Linked DNA regions of Sus scrofa: regions 1, 2, 3 and 5 are each linked to region 4. Evidence: chromatin contacts called from public Hi-C and HiChIP or PLAC-seq data. All regions are on one chromosome and are shown on one strand. The core of a region is the stretch at or near the end of the contact, and the rest is flanking DNA. Distances in the headings are between cores, read along the strand shown. Region 1 has its middle 170 kb from the start of HMCN1. Region 2 has its middle 160 kb from the start of IVNS1ABP. Region 3 holds the start of TRMT1L (TRMT1-like protein). Region 4 holds the start of IVNS1ABP (influenza virus NS1A binding protein). Region 5 has its middle 120 kb from the start of HMCN1.

Region 1 (2,700 bases), core at 174-2,673, 200 kb before region 4:
CAAAATGTAGTACATATATGTGTACAATGGAATAGTATTCAGTCTTAAAAAGGAGGGGAATTCTGACATATGGTATTACATAGATGAACCTTAAGGAAATTAAGAAAAATATGCCAGTCACAAAAGGACAAATATTGTATGATTTCTCTAATATGAGTTACCGAGAATGTCCAAATTCATGGAAACAGAGAGTACAATGGTGCATGCCAGGGGCTGAGGAGAGCTCGGAAAGTTCTGGAAATGGATGATGGTGCTCTTTGCACAACGATGGGAAGGTATTTTATGCCACTGAACTGTACACCTACAAATGGTTAGGATTTTAAAACAAACACATGAACCCACCCAACTGTAATTGGCAATTGTGTTGTTAGTGAGGTTGGGTACGCTTGTAATAGGTATTTTGACTTTAGGGCTAGTTTCTCTGCTTGTTTTTAATGGAGTTGCTATACTGGTATTAATTTTCAGGATATGATTATATAATAAAGATAAAAGCCATTATCATATAAAAAAGCAAGTGCTTCATTTAGCCGCTGCTGTAGGCAGGGAGATTACTAAAGGAATTGCAGACATTTGCCAAAGGATTGTATCCCAAAACGTTAAACAGATTTTACCCAAAGTCAAAACTTAGAAATTTTAAAATCAGAGATCTAGATCATCTTTCTTGCCTCTGGAGGTAATTTGGCATCATTTTATAAAGTGCTGGTTGATCTTGAAAGTGCTGCATTTTATACTTTTTGCAACAGAATGAGAAAACAATGTTAACAGATTAGCTATACCACTGCTGCAGATTCATAACAATTTTTATGGGATCCTGGGGGAGGTGACTTCTGTCTCACTTACCCAGTCCTATAACTAGAATCCACTTTGTAGGACTGATATTATCTTACCTTTTGCCTTCCCCTCTGTGTATAAAACATTTATTTATTTGGTTTCCTGAAAGGAAGTAAGAAACATTATTCTAAGAACTGGCACTTGCTGCCCATTCACTTGGCAGTTTTAAAGACTGAGACACTGAGGGAGGGAGCACAAAGGAAGTCCAACGGGAGGCAGGCTTAACAAGAGTTTAACAGATTAGACATAAATCTAACAGGATCCAGTTCTAAAACTTCTGTTTAGACTTTAAGATTTTTAAATTATAAAAAGCATTTATATAGGAGTTAGAAGTTGGTGTCTGTATACCAAGAGGATAAAGAGTTGGCAATGTAACACAGAGCCCAGAAAAACAGTGGCCTTACCGCGTTCCTGAAATCAATTGCAAGCCAAACCGGAATCTTGACCAAGCACTTGAGCCAAGTAAAGCATGGGCTTGTACTCAATGTCCTACACCTCATGGGCACCTCTGAGGTGGCCAGGGCACAGTGCTGTCCCCAAAATGATCTTAGATTCATAGTAGTGACACATGCAACCTTCTGTCAACAAACAGAGCCATGAAAATAGTGTTGGCCTCTCTGTCCACTGGCCCACGTCCTCAAAAAAGGCAACGTGGAACTGAAGGCAAACACGCAGCATGCCAAAAAAATTAAGTAACAGGCTTTTGACACACTTTATGGCTTCCCATATTCTCCGTGTTTTTTAAGAGAAGAATCTACGCTTGTTCATAAAATGATTAATCATTGTTTTCCAACAATAAAATATCATTTAAAATTGACTTGTTCATTTAGTAAATAGTTACAATCTCCAAACTATGTAATGTTATGGAAAGAATTTTGATATACTGCCAAGTGAAAGCGAATCGTTACAAACCAGTGGAAATTGTGAACTGTTCTTTTTGAAAAGATAAAACTATGACCCTCATAAGATATAAAGTATACAGTTGTCAAAGATGATTACTTAACTCATTATTATTAAATGAGGGAACCAGGCAAGTGTTTCAACTGACTCAAAGGAGAAGCTAAAGAACCATAGATTTACATGGGGTTAATGAACACTGTGGTAAACCTACAGATGGACACAACCTGGCTTTTTCTTGGTGATGGTAGTGGGGATGGAGGTGGTCTCTCCACTGCACAGAAGTCATTTGCAAGACTATAGACAAGAATTATTTGCCTTTACAATAATGTCAGTTATCTACTGACTATGGAGTTAAAAAAAATCCTAATCAAAGTTTCATATAGCAATGCTCCTCAATAGTTTTTTCATTATTACCTTCCTAAGGAGACTTTTTAGACATTTTTACCTAACACTCTCCTCCTCCAAATTAAATACTAAGGAATAAGAGTTTGTTGAGTAGAGCTGAAATTTGGAGAGCCACAAACCATGCATTAGCTAAGTTTTTCCCCCACCTCTAAAGAAATAATTTTGCTCCCTCTGGAGCAATTGAATATCCATGCTCTATAGGACAGACAGTCCCCAGAGGCTCCATTATCTGAAAGGATATCTAGTAATCTCTTTATGATGTCATTTTTAAAAACCACTGTGTGTGTGTGTGTTATATGTTACATTTATATTATAATACATGGAGTTCCCTTTGTGGCTCAACAGTTAACAAACCGACTAGGATCCATAAGGATGCAGGTTCAATCCCTGGCCTCGTTCAGTGGGTTGAAGGATCAGGTGTTGCCATGAGCTGTGGTGTAGGTCGCAGACTCAGCTTGGATCCTGTATCCCTGTCCGCTGTGGCGTAGTCCTGCTGCTGCAGCTCCTATTCGACCCCTAGCCTGGGAACTTCCATATGCTGCAGGTGCAGACCTAAAAAGCAAA
Region 2 (2,700 bases), core at 175-2,674, 160 kb before region 4:
TATAAAATATGTAGCAAATTTTGAAGACTTAGTACAATTAAGAAATGTAAACTATCGCATTAATAACTTTTATGTTGGTTATATGTTGGCATGATGATAGATATATTGAGTAAAGTGAAATATAGAAATAAAATTTATTTCATCTGCTTGCTTCTTTTTACCTTTTTTTTTTTTTTCTTTTTAGGGCTGTATCTGTGGCATAAGGAAGTTCCTGGGCCAGGGGTCAAATCAGATCTGTAGCTGGGGCCTATGCCATAGCCACAGCAACATGGGGTCGGAGCAGCTATTGCAACCTATGCCACAGTTTGTGGCAACTCCAGATCTTTCACCCACGGAGCAAGGCCAGCAATTGAAACCACATACTCACTGGGTCCTTAACCTGCTGAGCCACAATAGGAACTCCATTTCTACCTTTTGAAATGTAGCTACTAGAAAGTGTTAAGTCACATGTGCACACATTATATTTCCATTGGGCTGTGCTGCTGGAGATCTTAAGTTCCACGAGATCAAGGCCACCTTGTTCATGAGTGTATTCCCAGCTATACTGGCACAACACCTGGCAGATAGGAACAAGATTAATAAATACATTTGAAAGAATAAAGCTTTCTAGACAATAGGGATTTATGTGTAGGAGTCTTCTTTATAGAAAAAGAGGAATCAAAGACAATCAGCTGGCAATAAGGGAGTCGAGCCGCTCACCTCTCCAGCACTGCATGTTCTCTGCCCACCATGGGCCTCAGAGCTCCCTTCAGCCTTGCACATTTAGTTATGAAATAGGGTCTAAACTGGATCAAATGAGCAGCATATCCATCTAAAACTGAATAGTTAGGAGTTCCCGTCGTGGCACAGTGGTTAACGAATCCGACTAGGAACCATGAGGTTGCGGGTTCGGTCCCTGCCCTTGCTCAGTGGGTTAAGGATCCGGCATTGCCGTGAGCTGTGGTGTAGGTCACAGACACGGCTTGGATTTCCACGTTGCTGTGGCTCTGGCATAGGCCAATGGCTACAGCTCCGATTCGACCCCTAGCCTGGAAACCTCCATATGCCGTGGAAGCAGCCCAAGAAATGGCAAAAAGACAAAAAAAGAAAAAAAAAATGAAACAGAAAATACTGAAGAAAAGAATCCACATGCATAGCAAGAAATGATTCAAGGGCTATTAATTTGATCTAAACCACTCTCACCAAAATGATCTCATGGCGAATATCTCATTTACTTATCTCAATCCTTGGTATCAGAAAATTCTTCTTAACTTGGATTTGTGACTTGGCAAAACATTTAACACAAATGCAGCAAAGACTGGAGCGTCTAAAACGTCTAGTAATATCCTTAAAGACAGTTTTGCTTCCATGCCGCTCCCTCTCATTCACAGGCATAGACATCACTGTGAAGTGAGTCAGCGATTCCAAGTATCTGTATTGCATTACACCAAGTTCCCCAGAGCTGGCATTAGCAGTACATTGCTGGAGGGAGGAAGAAGCCAAGCTGTCCTGTGATCCCTGAAGACTAATCCAGCAAGAGACGTGCTGGTTAGTCATGGACAAGAACACAGGGATTAGAAGCTATTCAGCCAGTTGTATCAGGTGACAACAAGAAGGCAGCTGAGTGAGAGCTAAGCAAGTGGTGAGAAGGTGATCCAACACCATGGCCCTTGACACAAACACCCATTTTATCCAAGGCACAAAGCACTCCTTAATTGGAAGTATCACTCCTCTCCCCAATGAAAACGATCACTTTAGTAAAGTTTACACACCCCCAGGAAGCTACCTCTCTTTCCATCTTTCCTTGTGTTTCAAAATCCACAGAGCTGAGACCACCAGATGGTATATCCTCAGAAGTGCCATAGTCAGCTGCAAGCTCACTCAAGAACACAGAAATAGTACTGGGTTGGAAGTGAGAACTTGGGACTCCTAGCTCTTCTATCAGGTATTAATTTCAGGATCTTTGAGATGACATGTGTTATGCTGTTGCCCATAGCTGCAATCAAAGCATCACTTGGGACCCTGCTCACAGCAAACAAATTAGCAACAACCATATGACTCAAAGCACTCACTTTCCCTATCTCCAAGGCTTCTTCCACCTTAAAGAAGTCTTGGATGGTCTCAAGACCCAACAGGACACTTTAGCTTCTATGAGACTTTACCAACCCTATGTCCATCTCATCCGACATACCCAATAGAAACATACACACTTTTAGAATAAAACTAGAGGAAGGAAAAAACCCAAATAAATTTTGCTTTATAAGGCCAGAGGTGTGTAGAAATGAGTCAATGGTACTGAGCCAGAACTCTTTGAGCAACAAAACAAATAATAATAGTACTGGATTATAACCCATAGAGTAAAATAAATGAGTCCACACCGAAACAAAGAAATAAATAAACTGAGGAGAAAAGACAATTCTCCCTTACAGAAAAATTCTAATTAATAAAAGTAAAAGAAACAAGGGAAATAGAAAGTCACTGTTAGAACACCACAGCAATAATTACCATAGGCAGAACCCACAGATAGATGCTAATATTAGTGGGTGAAGTTTGAAGGGAAACAGGATATTTGCAAGGTCTCAAAATATCTCCCCCAAGATACTTATTAATAACAAAGGGAAAAATAGTAACTTTTTAGAAGAAAAACCCAGCAGATACCATCCTAACCAAGTGTTCTTAATAAATATGACCGCTAATGGGATACTGCCTCATGAATCACAC
Region 3 (2,700 bases), core at 161-2,660, 130 kb after region 4:
GGCAGTATACATTCAGGAATACGAGCTCAAAGTTGGGTATGCGGTCACTAAGAGGGCTTTAGAACTAGAATTCACAAAACCTTTGAGGGGATAAACTACGTTTCCACTAATCTGATTGTGGGGTGGGGGGGAAAGACCCCTCCACATAACTTCCAAATTTTGCGGGGGGGGGGGCGCTGGGGGACAAATTCCTGTTTGCCAAATAATCACAATTCCTCTCCCCTGGGTACTGAAACAAGTAGGAAATAAACAGACCCATGAAATTGGCATTAAGTATCTGTTTTATTAACGAGGAACCGAACAGGAAGTGCGAGTCTTGCACCGAAATTAAAAGCAGCTTCGCTTTCCTTCCTTGCTGCCACTAACATTCGGAAAATCCCTGGCAGAGCAGCCAGAAAATCCAGATTTTCCCCGTCTACCCCTGTCTTGAAGGAGCGCGGCTTAAGCTCCCACAGGCTCCGAGAGTAAAGGGAAGAGAAGTGTGGGAACCAGAGAACGCTAGAGCATTTGCCTTGTGGAATCTGAATCGCGTTAGTCAAGCGCCCCGAGCTCCACACACTGACGAGCTCTGGGCATTAAAAGCCTAAACTAAGGTAGGGCACCCACCCAAAAACGCAATACCCGATTCACAGGAATTTTACAACCATAGCGCAGCGCTGATACTGGGACTAGCTAAGTTAAAACAAAAATAAAGATAAAAGGAAAAGAGTCTGCGGGTCAGATGAGGGTGCGAAACGAAGGGCAGACCCTCCAACTTCAAGTCAACCAGAGTGAAAGGTGAGCTTCGTCGGCGGCTCGTAAACCTCCTAAACCCACAGGCTCGGGAACGAACTGACCAAAGCCTACTCCTCAGCAAGGGGGAGCCCCCCAAAGGCAGGGCCGGGCCAGAACCACACCCTTCGGAAAGCAGGCTCAACCCCGGTCCGCCCACAGTGGCCCCGCCCAGACTCGAGGGGCCCCGGAATCCCTCCGTCCCGTCGGCCGCCCACTAGGGCACCTGAGGCAGGCGGGGAGTCCGCCCAGCGAAACGTCAACGAGCCCCCCAGCTCCCTACCTTAACTTACCGGCGCTGGCGGCGGCGGCGGTGGCCACTTGGGACGCCCAGGCCAGGGGAAGGGACCCCGAGGGGAAGGGACCCCGAGCCCGATGCCCGGTGGGAAATGTAGTTCTGCGCTCGTACGCAGGCTACCGCTCGAACTCTCCGGGCGTTTGTTTAGCTTTGCACGTACGTCCTCGCCGGACTGGGAACGCGGCTCCGCCCCACCTCGGAGGCGCAGTGCACCCTGGGTAGTGCAGTCCTGGTTGGGTTCGGGGGTGGGCGGCTGGAAAGGAGACGCAGCGTGGAAACAACACTTTCTTACCTCATTGGACGCCGTCCCCAGCACGCTCCTGCGCAGTGTGCGCTGACGTCGTTACGCCTCGGGGAAAAGGAAGCGGACGGGACCGTGAATCGCCGGCTCTGGCTTTTTATTTTTCTGCTGACAGGATTGGGTCACTGGTTCTTCGTCTTTTGTCTGTTGCCCGCATCCTGCCCTCCCCTTTTGCTGCCCCACTCCTCGGATCCGTCCTCTGGGCGTTCACGCCAGTTCTCTCACCCCGCCGTGAGCCCCTCCTGGTCCCGGGGCGGGCCTGGCACGGAGGCGGTAACTACGGAGAATATGGCGGAGGAGGAGCTGCTGCCCCAGGAGAAGGAGGAGGTGGAGGGGGCCCAGGGCCAGGTCCCGACCCCGGCCCTGGATTCGGCTCCGGCCTCGGCCCCGGCACCGGACTCGGCTCCAGCGCCGGCCTCGGCTCCCGTCCCAGCCCCTGCCCTGGCCCAGGCTCCGGCCCTGTCCCCGTCCCTAGCCTCTGCCCCTGACGAGGCTGAAAGCAGTAAGTGCCGGAGGCCCAGCTCTTTCTGCTGCAGCAGAAGTGCGCCTTGCTGGGGAGTACGGGAGGCCCTTCTTCACTGGGGTGGCTTTGATGAGAAAAGGCGAATTTAGAGAAATGGGGGAAGGAAGGAGGGACCCTGTAGCGGGTAAAACGGGCACTGGATGGGGGAAGGCATCGCCGCAAACCTCGGGGACCTCACAGTGAAGCATATGCGGAGGCCAAGGGTGCTACGGACAGAAGGAAGTAATGAGATTGGGGGCTTCTTGATTAAAGGGGACCTATTTCTGGTACAAAAATAAGAAACTACACCTAATTGGGTAGTTTCCCTCGCAGCCCCGTTCACTAAGTCCTTCAAAATATGAAATAGTCACCGAGGCAACCTGTTCACTGTAGCAGACTCTGACTGCCAACATATATAAACCGGTGCTGATTAGCTTTTATGCCTCAACATAGACAAGAGATGGGTTTTTCTCATTATTTCATTCTTTGTAGCTGTTTGCTTCCAAAAAGAATTTGAGGCTGATGAGTGATTTAAGAAAGAATCGACTAAATTACAAATGTCTTCCCTCAGTCGTAAATACCTATTGAGTTCGTTTTTTCCTCGCAAGTCCGCTGTTGAAAATTAACAGCCTATATTATTGTGCTTCTGAATGTGCGTGCATGTTTTCTAAGTGGTGCTTTATTGGACCGTAAAGGAATTTAAAAGATTGATGAGTAACTCACTGTTAAGAATCTTCTGAACATTTTTAATGTAAAATCTAAGCAAGTTTTCTTTTAAAATTTTTGTCCTGAAATTGACCCTTATGCTCTTTCTGAATTATAACGAAA
Region 4 (2,700 bases), core at 123-2,622:
AAAAACAAGAGTTCAATGGCAAATGTCAGTCTTTTTCTCCTTAAGGAAGATATAAGATCATAACAGTAGACATGGTAAATCCTGTTGCCTCTCTCGATGGAACTGGAAGCAAAACCAAACACAAATCTCCTTGTCTCAATATTTTACAATAAAAAGTTGTAGAGCTTCAGGCAGGTAAAGGGCCCCAACATTTTTCCTGCTCCCGTAAGCACACGTTCCTTATCATTTCTAAAGAATGGTAGGAAGCAATGACAAGAGCTCCTACTAATTAAGCAGAGGGATCCAATGCAAACAAGATTAGACCCGGCAGGTGTAAGTGCCCTTATCAAATCAAGATGTGCTAACAGGACATTAGCTTAGAAGCCTCTGCCAAAATCTAAACAAATTTACTTCACTAAATCCCTTCACCTTCAATCTAGAAAACCTTCCAGTGTGCCCTTCAGAGCGGTCTGAAGTTGCTGTCAGAGCCTGGTACATATCACGCGTCCCGTTAAAGGTCTGCCTTTCCGGGTGAGGGGTGGTGGTGGTGGTGGTGGTGGTGGGTAATGAGGGTTGCTATCTGTTCTCAATGTGATTTTCTTTTTTTCCAAGAGGGCAGATCCAGCAGAGGACTGACTCAGTCTCTGAGAGGAAAACTGCACCCAGACAAAACAAATCCCAGGGACGAAAAGCAGAAGTAAACAGGTTTTCACAGCAACAGTGACATAAACATGCCTTCTCCGACCTCTCTAGCTGTTTTCTCTGAGTTACTGAAGCCTCTCAACCTTCTGTCAACGCGCCTCTGTTCCTCCTCAGTCACCACGCCTCCCCCCCGCACACCATCACCCTCCTCCAGAGATAAGGGCGACGGGCAGCCACAGACTCTTAGGTCCACTGCGGCCAGCTCCAGTCTAGGGCGGTTGCCCAGATGTATATTTAACGCGGAGAAATCTAATCTCTCACATCTAATCTCTCAGGCTATTGTGCCTCCAGGGGATGGCAGAACAGGTGAGGGTGGCCGGAGGGAACCAGTTCTCAGACGGTCCGAAAGGGCAAAGCGGGGGTGCGGGGCGACGGAAGGAGGGAGAACGCGACCAGCGGCGCGCTCGGAGCACCCCCTTTCCAGGGATCACCTTGCGCTGACCTAGTTGAACCGCGCAGGACGGAACCGAGCCGGGTGCGGGAGAAGGGCGGGGGCGGGGCGGGGCCAGAGGGGGGCGGGGCCAGAGGGGCGGGGCCCCGAGCGCAGTAAGGCTGGGCTCGCCGCTCATTCGCCGACGCCTTCGGACCGGAAGCACCCGGGAGGCGCTGGCGGCGGCGGCGGCGGCGGCTGCGGCGGCGCACGTGGTGACGTGCGAGGGGGTGCGGCGCGAGCGGGTGGCGGCGGCAGTGTGTCCCGGGCGCGCGTGGAGGACGGTCGCTGCGAGCTGCTGGGCGCAGTGTCTCTCCCTGCGGCTTCTCCGCTGCTGTGCCGGCGAGCGAGCGAGTCCCCGCGAGTCCCCGGCGTCTCTCGCCCTCCTCGCAGCCTTCGCGGACTGTGGCCCGTCTCCCCCGCTCGATCGCTCCCCCCGCCGCGGCCTCGAGGCGCTTTCCGTTGGGCCGAGTCCCGCTCGCTTCCTCCTGCTCCCCGTTGAAGCTCCAGAGATGAGTTTTTCCATCTCTTCAGAGATGAACCAGGTAATGCGCGCTGCTCCCGCCGACGGCGGGGGAGGAGGGCGGGACCGGGCTCGGAGCCGGAGGTAGCGCGGCGCGGTGTCCGGGTCCCGGGGAGGATGCCCCCAGCCGCCGCCGCCCCCCTCTCGAGGGGCGAGGAGTCGGCGCTGCGGTGGTTGCTGGGTCGCGCTGGCGGGCGAGGGCGGGGTGTGGGCCGCCCCGGAGAGCGCTGTGGCCGGGGAGTCGGGCGGGAGGAAAGAGAAGCTTTTGCTCGTGGGGACCGCGGAAACCTGGGATTAGCCGCCGCTGGCCAGGGGTGACCACCCGGAAGGTGGGCTTGGGAATCTCCGTTCTACTGTCATGAACTGACTGACGCCCAGTGTAGGAGTCTGCCCGAGGGCTGGACTCTATTCCGGAGCCCTCCCAGGACCCGGCGCGTACGGGCAGGGAGCTGGCCTAGGGACCCCCATCGGTGCCCCGGGCCTGGGGTAGGGTGGCACCCCTAATCGCCGTGGGCCGCGGGGTCCTTTGTTCCCGCTCCACGTTGCCCGCTCTTCTTGCCAAGCGCGGGGAGAAGGGGGCGGGAGGATGGAGGGAGCGGCTGCCCCTGACGTGTCGGCGCTGAATGACTGCGGGGCCGGCCAATCCCGGGCGGGGGTGTGCAGACGCTGGGCGCCTCGCCTCGCAGCCTTCGGTAGTGGGCTCGGGCCGGGCCCCGCGGGGATGAAGGCCCGGGGCTGCAGGGCTCTCCAGACAGTCACTCTGGGGGACTCGCCACTTTTTGCAAACGAAATCGTCAGAGAGGTTTGCTCTTTTTCTGTCTTTCTGCACATCTTGCAAAGCGACTCGGGTTGTAAGCTCTTGATGGTAGGAAGGCATTAGGCTGTATCAGATTGAGGGTTTAACAGAGGGAAACTTGAACCATAAATACTTTAGAAATAAATTGACTTCTTCAAGTCAACGTAGACAGATCTATTGTTTGAAACCGCTGACGTTTCAAAAACTAGTAAGTATGAATCAGATGCCTGCAGGGTTCATTTTTGTTTTCTACTGTCTTTTGTCAGTGAT
Region 5 (2,700 bases), core at 70-2,569, 250 kb before region 4:
CATAGTTACTTTTTAAAAAAAATTTTTGGCCATGCCTGGGCATGCAGGAGTTCCTGGGCCAGGGATGGAACCCACCCCACAGCAGTGGCAAGACCAGATCCTTAACCTGCTGAGCCACCAGGGAACTCCTAAAGTTACTTTTAATGTTCGACATGTACAAGAAAATCCTAGAAGAAATAGATCATGAATATTTCAAATACTTTCCTGCCACATTTATTTTATCTATAGCTGAGCATGCAGAAGTGTGGCAGGAACACTTGTCAATTAGAATTTTTTTTAGACTGTATCATGTGATGTGATGTGACTTGGGGTCCAACTGGCTGCAGTGAGAAGCAAGGAGCATAGAGCAATGACAGGCTGAGAAGGACAGAGACAGGTGGTTCCTGGAATGTGCAGGAGCCTCATGCATCCTGGTGAGCAAGGGAAGGGCTGGGGCAGGGGACAGTTTTACCCAGACTGGGCTGTGTTGACTTGATACCAGCAGTAGAGCATGACAGGTCCCCTGGCCAGGTCCTAACTCCCCTTGTGTTTGATCTGGCACCAGATCTTAGCCAGCTCTCTCTGTCCAAAGAATTTCCCCGACTGGGGATATGTTACTTAGAGACAAGACTCTAAACCAGCAATGAGTATATATATATAGATAACTGATCAAAACTTCAAATATATTTGTAACTGAACTCCAGGGGAATCGGGTATGGCAAAAAGAAAAGACACCCCCCCCCCCCCGCCCCGCACTCAATTAGCACTTCTTCTTCTCATTCTTTTCGATATCATTGTTCCTCTTGCTTTATGACTGACTTTCTCACAATCCTCTCTTTTTTTGTGCCTTCCCCTCCCTCCCCTCCCCTCTACCCCCAATTACCCCCCCCCCATTATTGCCTATGTAAAATCAGGCAAATTTCTGAACATCTTGGAACTGTGGTTTCTTCATCCTTAAACTGGGGTTAATACTATCTGTCTCAATGAATTTCTGCACTGCATGGTGCTTAACTAAATAGCACAGATCTCGAGTTCTCCCCTGTGCCAGTGCTTCTTCCTTGAAGACTGACTTATCATTGCAGAGTCCAGCTGAAGGCATGAGGACACACTCACTGAGGACCCACTACAACTTGCACTGGAAGGAGAGCAACCCAAGAATAAAAGAGAAGTTGCCAAGGCATTCTAACTGTGGGACTACAGATCGTGAACTTCGTTTGGCCTTTGAGACATTTCATTTCACAAGCAGAGATTACAATAACAAGCATGTACCCAGTGTCATGCTAAAATCTTATTCATGAACCTGCTGTTCTGCCACGATGATGGAAAGCTAGACTCGTTCCAAATAGACAAGTGAGCTGCAGCCAACTTTTGATTAATGAGGGACAGCTGATCTGATTTGGTGCTCCTTTGGGGGTCCTGCAAGGCCACGTTTCTGTCACATGCACCATTTTAACGTCAGCTTTCCTGCTCTGAGGCTGAGTCTGGGAAGGAGCCATAAATTACTTTCAATCATGCATATGCTGTTGAGCTGGCTGGAGGAGATGGGATGTCAATCTGCCTCTTTTTGGGGAAGGCGGGGGGAGGCTGGATGGAACCTAAAACATCCCAAGGTGCTATTTCAATTGTCATCTTCTGCTTGTCTCCTCCTCGTTCTTCCTGCCTTCTCCTTCTCCTCCAGATTACAGCTGAGGTTCTGGCAGTGCTGCTCAGGATGTCCTGGCTTGAAAGCAATGGGGGCAGTAAGGCTGGAATGGCAATTAAGGACTCAGGTTCTACCTCATCCATGATGAATGTATTCATTCAGTCCATCAGTCAATATGCGTTTATTGTCTCCACATATCCGGAAAGCACTACATTCAAACCTGCTCTAGGAAACTTCCTTTTGTTGGAGTAATTCCCAGCTGTGGCTGTGTCTAAATAGCCTGTGACATTGGCGGGGTGGGGGGGGATGCATATTCCTGGGCTCTACGCTCCAAGGATCCTGCTTCAGTATTCCTGGTGGGGCTCTCTGCATCTGTACTCAGACATGCAGCACCACTGCCTCTATTTCATTGCCATCTGCCTCACAAATGTCTTCCTCCAGCCATGCTCTCTCTGGGCACAAACACCGTCTGTCCACATCAGTCAGCTCATTATGGAAACTTAGTCAAGACCTTCTCCCACAAGAAATATCTATCCATTGGACAAACGCATATAAGCCTTGAGCCGGGAACTCAGTATCTACTCTATGCCAATGATCAGTCCAGGCACTCCCTCGGCTATTTTAACAGTGGTTTTCTGGAGACAACATTCTCTGCATAGAATACACCAGAGGAGGTCTTCAGCCTGAGGGAAAGTTTCCAAGGACAGGTATTTTAGTTGCCACTTAATCGGACCCAAGGTAGAGCTAGCCTATACCAGGTTCTCACGATTCAGGAAGTTGGGGGACAGGGAGGGGCGGGGATTTCTTTCTTGCTCTCTTTAGAAGTAGCAGCCTGGAACTGGGCCTTCTGTTTAAGTGAAGAAACCAGAATCCTAGCATGGAACATGACCTTAGAAGACCCCCAGAGAATTTGAAAAACAGATCAGCAACTCCCACATAATCAGGAGTTGGCAGAAAGCACTGGATAAGCTTAGAAAGATGATTAGTTCGTGCCTGACTTAAATGTTCTGCTTAGTGTTCATTATACAAGTTGACATATTTTAAGTTTGAGGTTATCTATGCCAAAATCTTTTTTCTTC

The links. A called contact is a pair of places that touch in the nucleus more often than the background predicts. HiChIP or PLAC-seq counts read pairs in DNA pulled down with a chosen protein or histone mark.
Region 1: a Hi-C map of liver shows a contact between it and region 4, with 2.2 times the contacts expected there. The contact joins the enhancer-like site here to the promoter of IVNS1ABP in region 4. A contact is called at or near these places in 2 of 5 promoter capture datasets (fetal skeletal muscle and liver), 4 of 47 Hi-C or Micro-C datasets (liver and skeletal muscle) and 1 of 2 datasets of contacts at active chromatin or transcription factors (skeletal muscle).
Region 2: an H3K27ac HiChIP or PLAC-seq map of skeletal muscle shows a contact between it and region 4. The contact joins the enhancer-like site here to the promoter of IVNS1ABP in region 4. A contact is called at or near these places in 1 of 5 promoter capture datasets (liver), 6 of 47 Hi-C or Micro-C datasets (embryonic fibroblasts, fibroblasts, heart right ventricle and 2 more) and 2 of 2 datasets of contacts at active chromatin or transcription factors (alveolar macrophages and skeletal muscle).
Region 3: a contact with region 4 is called in an H3K27ac HiChIP or PLAC-seq map of alveolar macrophages. The contact joins the promoter of TRMT1L here to the promoter of IVNS1ABP in region 4. A contact is called at or near these places in 1 of 5 promoter capture datasets (fetal liver), 4 of 47 Hi-C or Micro-C datasets (embryonic fibroblasts, fetal liver, heart right ventricle and 1 more) and 2 of 2 datasets of contacts at active chromatin or transcription factors (alveolar macrophages and skeletal muscle).
Region 5: a contact with region 4 is called in an H3K27ac HiChIP or PLAC-seq map of skeletal muscle. The contact joins the enhancer-like site here to the promoter of IVNS1ABP in region 4. A contact is called at or near these places in 2 of 5 promoter capture datasets (fetal liver and fetal skeletal muscle), 8 of 47 Hi-C or Micro-C datasets (alveolar macrophages, blood, embryonic fibroblasts and 4 more) and 2 of 2 datasets of contacts at active chromatin or transcription factors (alveolar macrophages and skeletal muscle).

What each region holds. Positions count from the first base shown.
Region 1 is chr9:126,682,349-126,685,048 of Sscrofa11.1, reverse strand. No RefSeq gene overlaps it. Among named protein-coding and RNA genes, the nearest start is that of HMCN1, 170 kb to the left of the region's middle. Within about 2 kb of position 1,423, at least 12 of the 83 cell types and tissues checked have an H3K27ac peak or open chromatin away from gene starts, as enhancers often do. A contact at or near this core is called in liver and skeletal muscle, where this site is marked.
Region 2 is chr9:126,634,220-126,636,919 of Sscrofa11.1, reverse strand. No RefSeq gene overlaps it. Among named protein-coding and RNA genes, the nearest start is that of IVNS1ABP, 160 kb to the right of the region's middle. Within about 2 kb of position 1,424, at least 15 of the 83 cell types and tissues checked have an H3K27ac peak or open chromatin away from gene starts, as enhancers often do. A contact at or near this core is called in alveolar macrophages, embryonic fibroblasts and skeletal muscle, where this site is marked.
Region 3 is chr9:126,345,986-126,348,685 of Sscrofa11.1, reverse strand. It overlaps TRMT1L (TRMT1-like protein), which reads left to right and starts at 1,410. Exons shown (of 16, transcript XM_021102636.1): 1 at 1,410-1,872. The coding sequence starts at 1,659. SWT1 (transcriptional protein SWT1) reads right to left here and starts at 1,493. Exons shown (of 19, transcript XM_013979933.2): 1 at 1,362-1,493.
Region 4 is chr9:126,478,255-126,480,954 of Sscrofa11.1, reverse strand. It overlaps IVNS1ABP (influenza virus NS1A binding protein), which reads left to right and starts at 1,372. Exons shown (of 15, transcript NM_001161649.1): 1 at 1,372-1,656.
Region 5 is chr9:126,729,175-126,731,874 of Sscrofa11.1, reverse strand. No RefSeq gene overlaps it. Among named protein-coding and RNA genes, the nearest start is that of HMCN1, 120 kb to the left of the region's middle. Within about 2 kb of position 1,319, at least 4 of the 83 cell types and tissues checked have an H3K27ac peak or open chromatin away from gene starts, as enhancers often do. A contact at or near this core is called in fetal skeletal muscle and skeletal muscle, where this site is marked.